Regions from separate parts of the Mus musculus genome. Here region 1 is linked to region 2. The links are chromatin contacts, called in public promoter capture Hi-C maps. All regions are on one chromosome and are shown on one strand. The core of a region is the stretch at or near the end of the contact, and the rest is flanking DNA. Distances in the headings are between cores, read along the strand shown. Region 1 holds the start of Ctdspl2 (CTD (carboxy-terminal domain, RNA polymerase II, polypeptide A) small phosphatase like 2). Region 2 overlaps Frmd5 (FERM domain containing 5).

Evidence for each region. Promoter capture Hi-C pulls out the DNA fragments that hold promoters and counts their contacts.
Region 1: a promoter capture Hi-C map of the HPC-7 cell line shows a contact between it and region 2. The contact joins the promoter of Ctdspl2 here to the enhancer-like site in region 2. A contact is called at or near these places in 19 of 39 promoter capture datasets (the 3T3-L1 cell line, 3T3-L1-derived adipocytes, the C10 cell line and 13 more), 3 of 484 Hi-C or Micro-C datasets (the G1E-ER4 cell line, the HL-1 cell line and cortical neurons), 19 of 115 datasets of contacts at active chromatin or transcription factors (the NIH/3T3 cell line, T-cell acute lymphoblastic leukemia, bone marrow-derived macrophages and 11 more) and 3 of 9 other capture datasets (adipose tissue, embryonic stem cells and pancreatic islet).

What each region holds. Positions count from the first base shown.
Region 1 is chr2:121,953,483-121,957,892 of GRCm38.p6, forward strand. It overlaps Ctdspl2 (CTD (carboxy-terminal domain, RNA polymerase II, polypeptide A) small phosphatase like 2), which reads left to right and starts at 2,519. Exons shown (of 13, transcript NM_212450.4): 1 at 2,519-3,135. It overlaps Mageb3 (melanoma antigen, family B, 3), which reads right to left and starts at 2,610. Exons shown (of 1, transcript NM_008545.2): 1 at 289-2,610. The coding sequence starts at 1,737. The coding sequence ends at 745.
Region 2 is chr2:121,549,763-121,554,081 of GRCm38.p6, forward strand. Frmd5 (FERM domain containing 5) reads right to left here. Exons shown (of 14, transcript NM_001360084.1): 13 at 3,576-3,682. Among named protein-coding and RNA genes, the nearest start is that of Wdr76, 45 kb to the left of the region's middle. Within about 2 kb of position 2,274, at least 18 of the 459 cell types and tissues checked have an H3K27ac peak or open chromatin away from gene starts, as enhancers often do. A contact at or near this core is called in the HPC-7 cell line and adipose tissue, where this site is marked.

The DNA of each region.
Region 1 (4,410 bases), core at 1,269-3,768, 400 kb after region 2:
TCAACATGATTCTGTCTTGGGATTTTCCTTTGTTTCCTTTTTGTAAGAACACTTTTACAAAATCAACTCCCCATCTATGTCTCACTTAGGGAAGTCTTATGAAAACTCCCCAGACCCCGTCGCTGGCATAATCACATGCTATCCTACTACGCGTATTACTTCACGTCTATAATGCAGTCTTACCCCTGTCTTCTTTGGTGGAGTGTCAACTGGGAACGCAGTGGCTATTTTTCCTAATTCAGTTATATCCTTTTAAAAACGGCACGTTTTCAATCAGCATTTTTTTTTGAGTAAAGTCATCAAATCCAACTTTATTTCACTTAGCATTATACAAAAAAGAAAAAAGTATACAGCAATCACACTCATAAAATTTTCAAAACTAACAATATAAACTTTCCCACTTCACTGTTGTTTCACCACTGTATGATATCACATTGCCATGACAATCCCTTCTCCAATGCAATGTTACACAATGTTTTAGTAAAAACTAATGTTTTCCAGTTTGTTGCAAATAACAAAACAAGTCCTAACCTGACAAGTGACAGTTACTTCTGTATGCAGTTAACAAAAAGCATGGCACAAAGCACTGTTTAGTTAAACAAACATTAGAAAAGTAACAAAAATAGCCTCCATTCTACTAATGTATAACAGGCCAAGAATGGATGCATGCTGGTTCTGGTAGGCTATGAACTCTCTACTGATTAGGACCCTGACTGTTTTTCAAACACAACAGAACAGACTCAACTACACATTAGAGGACTTTTGGGATGGGGCCTTGGAATGAACACCCTTGCCTTGAACTCTACTTCTTGGCACCCCTCCTGCCTGATCTCTAAGAGCCAACTGGTAGAGATTAGGGAAGGCACTAGGGACTGTGCCATTGACTTTAGCTAAAACTTTCAGGACTTTCATCTTGGTTGTTTCAGCATGGGCTCTGGGTCCCCACAGGAACTCATAGCTTGGGGGATCACTGCCAGGTACCTGGCGGTACTCCAGGTAATTTTCCTGCACTACATCTCTTATAAACTCCTCAGGCTCGCCAAAGATCAAGTGCTTCTTCCCAGCATATACCCCCACTCCATGCAGAAATTGCCAGACCTCTTGCTCAGTGGCACGGTTACCCTTCATGAAGATCACACCTAGGACAGACATTAGGAGACCTGTCCTAGGCAACCCCCAGTTACTACTCAAACTTCCCTCAGTGGAAAGACCCAGTTTGCCCACCAGCAAATAGGAATGAGTGCTGGGATCAATTTCCTTCAACTCAAGACCAAAGACCAATTCTAGGCGTGCAGAAGTTCTCCTGAGGATCTCAGGGAATTGCTCCTTATACTTCTTGTTAACTACTGCCAGCATTTCACTTCTTGTAACTGCTTCTTTCATCTTAAATTTATCTAGCAGGAATTCTATCAGCACACTAGCCTTCCTCATGATAGGATCTTTCAGTGTGTGCTGAATGGAAGTCCCTGCCTGGGTGCCATCTGAACTTTTTGTATCAGGCAGGACAGTAGCATTTCTACCACCTATACCAGAGCCTGTGCAGGATACACCTGCACCAAAAGATCCAGGGTTTTTCACACCCTGAGGAGCAGAACCACCAGGGAAGCTGGACCCAGCACTCAGGTCAACAGGAGAAGACCCTGCTTCCTCTGCAGTGGGCTGAACTACTTGAACCTCCCTGCGTGACTGCTGTCGTTTAGCACGGGAGCGGCTCTTACTCTTTTGACCCCTAGGCATGTTGACTGTGCTCAGGACTGAAGTAGAAGAGCTGACAGGCAGGAATCAGGACTTCCGAACTCGTGGATCAAGCTCTTTTCTGCAAACCCTAGGATTGTTCTCTTCAGACTGGCGTCCAAGCCTCTCCTGTCTCAATCAGCATTTCTTATAGAATAATGAGATCAGCTTGGAATTTCAGTCAAAAGTGCTATCTAGACCAGTGTTTCTCAACTTGTGGGTTGCAACCCTTAAGAGGTCAAACCACAGGTTGAATAAGATCATGGGAAAACATATTTGCATTCCGATTCATGACACTAGCAAAATTACAGCCATGAAGTAACAACAAAGATAATTTTATGGTTGGTGGGGTCATCATACATGAGGAACTCTATTAAAAGCGTTTCAGCATCAAGAAGATTAAGAATCATCCAGATTCTAGATGGAGCCCACAGTCGTGTGTGAAAACCCATTTGAAAGACTCGAGTTTTAAGCGTACAGGATCACTGCCCACATCGCGAGGAAGGGAAGGGTTAAGAGTCTCCTTCATAGGTCCAAGGGCAACAGGGGCTCCCGCTAGCAAAGTGACCTAGGAAGAGAACCTCGGGGACACTCCGCGAACCTCCGAAAGCACCGGGACCAGGCTGGGTCTGGCCATCGGGAGCGCAAGGCACTGGCTCCCGCTCCAGCGCGCCAAGCCGTTAGCACCGCCCCTTCCCGCCGGCTCCACCCACCGCCGCCTAGTCGCTAACCCTGGCCGCTGGGTGCGCGGCGCGTTCTTAAACCCCGCCTCCCAGGCCAGGGCGCGCTCTCCTTGTCGCCCGGCTCTAGGCGGTTCCGTTAGCGGCGGGAGGGAAAACCGCCCCCGGCGTCCCCGCCTCCGCTGCTAACGCTTTCCTCCCTACTCCCCCTGCGACCACCCCGCAGCCCGCTACGGAGGCCCCCGAAGTACAAACGTCCCCCACGCTCCGAGCCCCATCGGAGGCTGAGTCCAGTCTAACTCCTCGGGCCCTAAGCTCATTTTTTTTTCATTGTTTTTTGTTGTTGTTGTTTCTTGTTTTTCTTTTGGTCAGGAATTCGCTCTGGTGAGTTCCCTAAGGCGGCAGAAACTTCAGCCTCTTCACGGTAGTAAAAGTTGGTTTCCCCTCCCCCGCTGCCGCCCAGGCCTCCCGCATTCCTTCCCTCCCGCCTCTCCGGATCGGGGCGGGCGGGGGAGGAGGGAGCCAGAGCGCCTGCGCAGGGAGGCCGCTTTCCATCCGGGTCCCTGTCCGTGCGGTGCAGCAGGTCGGTAGGCGGGAAATGGCGACTGGCTGAAGGAGCTGGTTCTGTTGCTGCTGAGGGATAAGCGGGAAAGACACCACCTATTGCGCAGTCGGGACCATCGCCGGAGCCCGAAGACACTTTTCTGTCGTCACAGTGAAGGTAATTCCCTTGGTCCAGACGCTGCCGTTGCTCCGAAGCTCAGTCCTCTCTCAGGGCCGTCTGCCGGGATCTCCTCCCCTTCTCTAGCCGAGCCCTCAGCGGTTCCAGCAACGTCCGTAGGCATGCACTGTTGGCGCCTTGTACGTCCACTGTCGTGGAAGCTGCTCTGGCTTGGACTTTCCCCAGGGAACGGCCAGGGAGCTCACTTCCCGCCAGCTTCAGCTCTTAGGCTGCGGCCTGTGTTGTGATTTCTGGGGTTAGATTTCACTTTGCTACCCACCCCCAACCCCATCTCACGTTCCCAGTCTCTGACCCCGTGGACCCGATAGCTAATTAAGTTAGATTGCCTTTTCGAACCTTCTTGTGGGCCCACGTAATGTTTTTGGTATTTCATTCTTGTAGGGTGCATTAGGGGGGCGTTGCTCTCTCTACTTGAGCTCTTACAGACATCCTTTGAGAATCTGGAAAGAGGTTCTTGGAGCTTCTGTCGTTTTCTGTACTGCTAAAATGTTGAGTTGACATTACTACTTTTTAAAGTCAAGTGTGGTAGTAAAAACCAGCGTGTGTAGGAGGCCTCTGATTTCCGTAGTGGTTAGTTAAGGGTGAATCTTAATTCTATTTAGCATGTTGTTTACGTTGGGTAAGTCCGTATGAGTTTACCTTTGCGTTCTTGACCAGGATTCTGTGATAAATAATTGCATAAATAAATAGTGTTTATTTACTTCTCGCCCTAGTGGTAGCTGGATGTGTGAATGACGTTAGGCACTCTCAGAGTACCTCGGAGAAACCTACTGAGATACTGCCAGGAAACTACCCTAAGCTCCTGACATGAGTATTCTTAGATGCTACTCCAAGGCAAGGCAGGGAGTGTTATCTTTCTCATGCTACTAAGACAATACCAAGATTACGGTTACATCCATATACAAATTAGTGCCTTGAAATGATAGGCTTATCTACATGTTTTAGATTGTAGATTGCCTGTTACTTTGATTCATGAAATGCCAAGCTACACATTTGTGTTTGTGGTCCAGCAATTATCTCTATAAAAGCAGTGACATGGCATGTGGAAGCTAGTTTTTACTGGCTTTTGTTTTGATTTTTCTTTTTTTAATAGAGTTTCTCAATTTTTTTTCAATGGTTTGGTCATGTCGAGTTTGGGGCATTATAGGTGTTTTCTCCCCTGGAATAAAACGGAAGATTAAAACATGGCTTATATTACATATTAGTTAATGTTTCTCACTCAGTAGCCTTCTGCTTCATAGGTGCAGCCTAAAG
Region 2 (4,319 bases), core at 1,024-3,523:
GACACCCTCTAAAAGGCCTGTCCCCTCACATGGACATCTATGACAGCCAGATCTCCCAAGTATGACCAGCTTTGGTGCCAGCAGCCACTTCAGTACAAAATATCTTGGCTTGTGATTAATCCCTAAGCTGGCTGAGGAAGGAGAGTGAGGCTGACATCAGGACATCGAGTCAGAAGCTATGGCACCTACTAAGCTGTCCGTGAGCTCAGCAGACAGGAGGATGGGCAGACAGGCATTTCTAGTAGAATGCCTGACCACCACAGTTGTTCACCAAGCATGTTAATGTTCTGTCCTCTCAACAGAAGACTGCTTTAAGGTCATTCAATATCAGGCCAGTCCTGAACAAGAAAATGTAGCCAGCACCCCTCCCCATTTCTCCACCCTCTCCCTTTTCCCTCCCTCCCTCCATCTCAAAACCTTTTTATGGATCCATTTTTATCTCTTGTTGTATATGAAATGTATCTCATTCAAAATGTTATGTATCCTTAAATTATCCAGAAATATCACCATAAACCTTTAGTATTGATTATGGAGTAACATCCCACTTTAAACGGTTTGTCTTGTATTTTAAATCAAATACATGGCTTTTGGGGTTTTTTTTGTAAGTTATCATTTAGAAGATTAGGTTCCATTATGGCAATTCTGAACAATCTCTTGCTGCCCCTCCCCCACCCTGCTCCCCTGAACTGCCCCACCCCAGTACCCCTTTTTGTTGCCCTTCCCCCACCCTGCTCCCCTGCTCCCTGAACTGTCCCACCCCAGCACCCTTTTGTGCAATTTCATAGCACACTGTATTCTCTTTTCTCAAAATGGCTCATTTGTTTTTCAAAGGCGCCATCTCTTGAGTCCTGCTTTGGCTTTAACTCACTGAGTAGTCAAAGATGACACTGAACTCCAATCCCCCTGCCATCACCAAACGCTGGGAATACAGATGTATGCAACCAAGCTTTATCAAACTCAGAGCCTCGTGCATGTTACCCAAGCATTCTCCCAACTGAGCGACATTCCTAACCCCTCATCACCCCATGGTCTCCTTTCTGGTTTTAGGACCACTCTCACATATGTCAAGATTAAAAGGTAGTATCTGCATGGGAGAAAACACGTAGTATTTGTCTTGAGTCTGAGTTACCTCCCTTAATGGTGTCCAGATATGTCCATTTTCTACAAGTTTTCATATTTCAGAAGATTCATCTGCTATAGGAACCACCATTCACCCTGCCCCTCCTCAGACCCATTAGTCTCCGGGCGCTGGGGCAAAGTGGCACAGGTGTATTTACCTTTGAGGTGATCTAGCTGATGCCTCTGTCCAGAAGTGGCTCCCAGTGGGCCAGGGGGGACAGTTGTTAGGACCCTACACTGAAGCCGGGGTCCCATCCTCAGGATGCGGACGCTTAGGGTCCGAAGGCAGTGGTTAGTCAGCCGGAGCTGGACACGGACTCTGGTCTGAATCTTAATTAGACTCTTTCCCATGGCAGGCCAGGACGGCAGTTCCTTCTTCAAGGGACACCAGCCAGGCCCAGGAGGTACGGAGAGGAAATAGCCAGCTAGGTACAAAGAATCTCCACCCCCCAGGCCGTGGCAGCAGTGCCCTCCACCTGGACAGAGTGCTGACTCTCCAGAGCCTTATGTCAGGCTGAGCTGGAAGGAGGGAGAAGCGTGGAGAGCAGAGGCTATCCTTATCAGGGGACTGGAATAGGCCAGAAGTGCTTACATCCATAAAAAGCAATGCTTGCCAGCCTGCAGCTCATTCCCCGAGGCCCCGCGTGGCCCCGGCTCTCAGAGGGAAGGGGAAAGGCCGTGGACCAACTACAACTGTCCCAGAAAATAGGCTCTGAAGCCACAGGCAGGCTTTATCTAGGCCATGTGCACTGAAGTCACACAGGAACTGAGGAAGAAGTGGCTCCAGGGCTGGGAGTGAGCTGTGTCTGTCCATGTCCGACTGTCCTACAACCCACTTGGCTGAGCTCCACATTCTGTCCAGACACAGTGGGTAAAGGAAACTGACATTCCCCAGTGTCCTCTGGGCCTCCAAGACTGTTTTAAAAGTGTCCCTGTTTGTGGGGATTTTGTGCTTCATTCAAACTGTAATGCTGTGTTGTTGTTGTTTTTGTATTCCCCCCTCCCCCATTTTTAGAAAGCAAATGAAGCTTTTCTAGAAAAGTCAGAAGGCTTCTGTGATGTGCCTTCAAATGAGCTGACTTCACAGCCAAAAGCGTGTTCTTTGGGGTTTCGTTTGTGCCTTTTGAAGGCCCTGGTTCCATCCCTCATGGCTCCTCCCTACAGTCGGCTGTGCTCGTTAGCAGCACTTCACCACAGTTGCAAAAGGCCAGGCGGGAGGGCTTCTTCTTCTTCTTCTTCTTCTTCTTCTTCTTTTTTTTTTTTTTTTTTTTGGTTTTTTTCAAGACAGGGTTTCTCTGTAGCCCTGGCTGTCCTGGAACTCACTCTGTAGACCAGGCTGGCCTTGAACTCAGAAATCCTCCTGCCTCTGCCTCCCAAGTGCTGGGATTAAAGGCGTGCGCCATTACTGCCTAGCAGGGCTTCTCTTTAAAGTGCTGTACCTCACACTCAATCTCAGGATTTGGGAGGCTGAGGTGGGAGGGCTGCCTGTGCTACAGCGTGAAGCTTTGCCACCTCACCCTCACCCTCACCCTCACCCTCACCCTCACCAAAAGCAATGCATGTGCATTAGCATCCTTGTCAGTTGCCGAGCAGGCAGAGAGAGGCTCCTCTTTACAAATGAAGCAACCACCGGCCTTGGTGGTATCCGCCTATCCAGGTTTCTCCTTGGAGTTCTGTGTCAGCCATAAGTGAATAATACAAACCAGAGACCCTCCCACAGAATGATACTCATCCCTACCTGAGCAGTTCTGTGTGTGAGATGAGGTCTTGCTATGTACTTTATGCTGACCTTTAACTCCTGCCTCAGCTTCCTCTGCCTCCGAGTACTGATCGCCGCCACATCATTGCTAGGGACTAAACACTCCGCTGTGTCCCCACCTTTGTATAGAACCTCTACCTCCCACTGGGCTCTTACCCAAGAGACTGCTGTTATCTCTAAAGCAAATAGGATTTTTTCGAGTCTCTGGTCTGAGTGAGATTGTCTCCCAGAGTCTTGGGTGTTTGAGCACTTGGTGCCCAGTTGGCAGTGCTGAGGTGGTTTAGGATCTGGAGGAAGCACACCACTTGGGCTTCACTTCACTTCAGGCTCTCTCTCTACCGTGTGCTTGTTTGAAGATGCTAGCGCCCAGCTCTGTTCCACTGCTAAGCCAGCTAAGGCTGCCCTGCCTCTCCGCCGTGATATGCTTTGTGTTTTCAAGACAGGGTTTCTCTGTAACTCTGGCTGTCCTGGAACTCACTCGGTAGACGAGGCTGGCCTCGAACTCAGAGATCAGCCTGCCTCAGCCTCCTGGGATTAAAGGCCTGTGCCTGGCTCAAAATAAACTTTCCTACATACATTGTCTTGGTCCTGGAATTGTATCACAGCAGCAGAAAGTAACTAATACAGCCCCTGGGGAGGAACTTAGCCTCCTTACAGTGCTCAGACACCGGCGTCATTTCCAGGAGCGCACACTCACCTTCCATGATAGAGATGTGCACAGCTCTTCTTCGTGTCCTGGGGACGCTGCTCAGTCGTGGGCCATGGGTTATAGAAGGACAGCTGCGGCTAGGGACCATCCCTGCTCTGAGATGAAACGGAGAGAGAACCACTTAGTGCACAGAGAGGGGTGCCTAGATATTTAACAAATTCTCTTAACCGTGGTCCCCGAGTCTCAGAGATTCTGTTAGATTCCTTCACTTCTTTTCACGGGACACCCAGCCTTTCTGCAGTGTGTCTTGGGGGGCAGACAGGACTGGTAGGGAATAGAGCCCTAGAATGAGACAAGCTCCTAAAATGTCTGAAAATGGTACCGGCACTTTCCCTAGTTCCCGTAGGCTGCTTAGGAGAGGCTGTGTTGAAGGGAAGGTAATAATTTCCCGTTTCCAGAAGTACAGGCTGGTGGGCAAATAGATCCTAGATTTCTCAGCCAGTCTGTGTGAGTCTACCGGGCTTGGGGGAGGCAGGCTTCTAGAAATGCATGGTTTGTAGACATACATGACATGGTCCTGAGGTCATTTGAGGCTTTCTGTAATGAACAGCCAAGTGTCTTCAGTTTGCCACATCTTTAGAGCTGCAGCTCAGCTCGGATGCACTGTCTGCTGTGCCTTGTCTTTCCTTATGCTGTTACAGGCTGTATGCGGCTCCTGAGTCCGAGCTCACTTGGGTCACTTCCCTCTCCTGCCCTCTGCCTCCTCTGTTGTATCTGTTTGGCCAGAAGCTT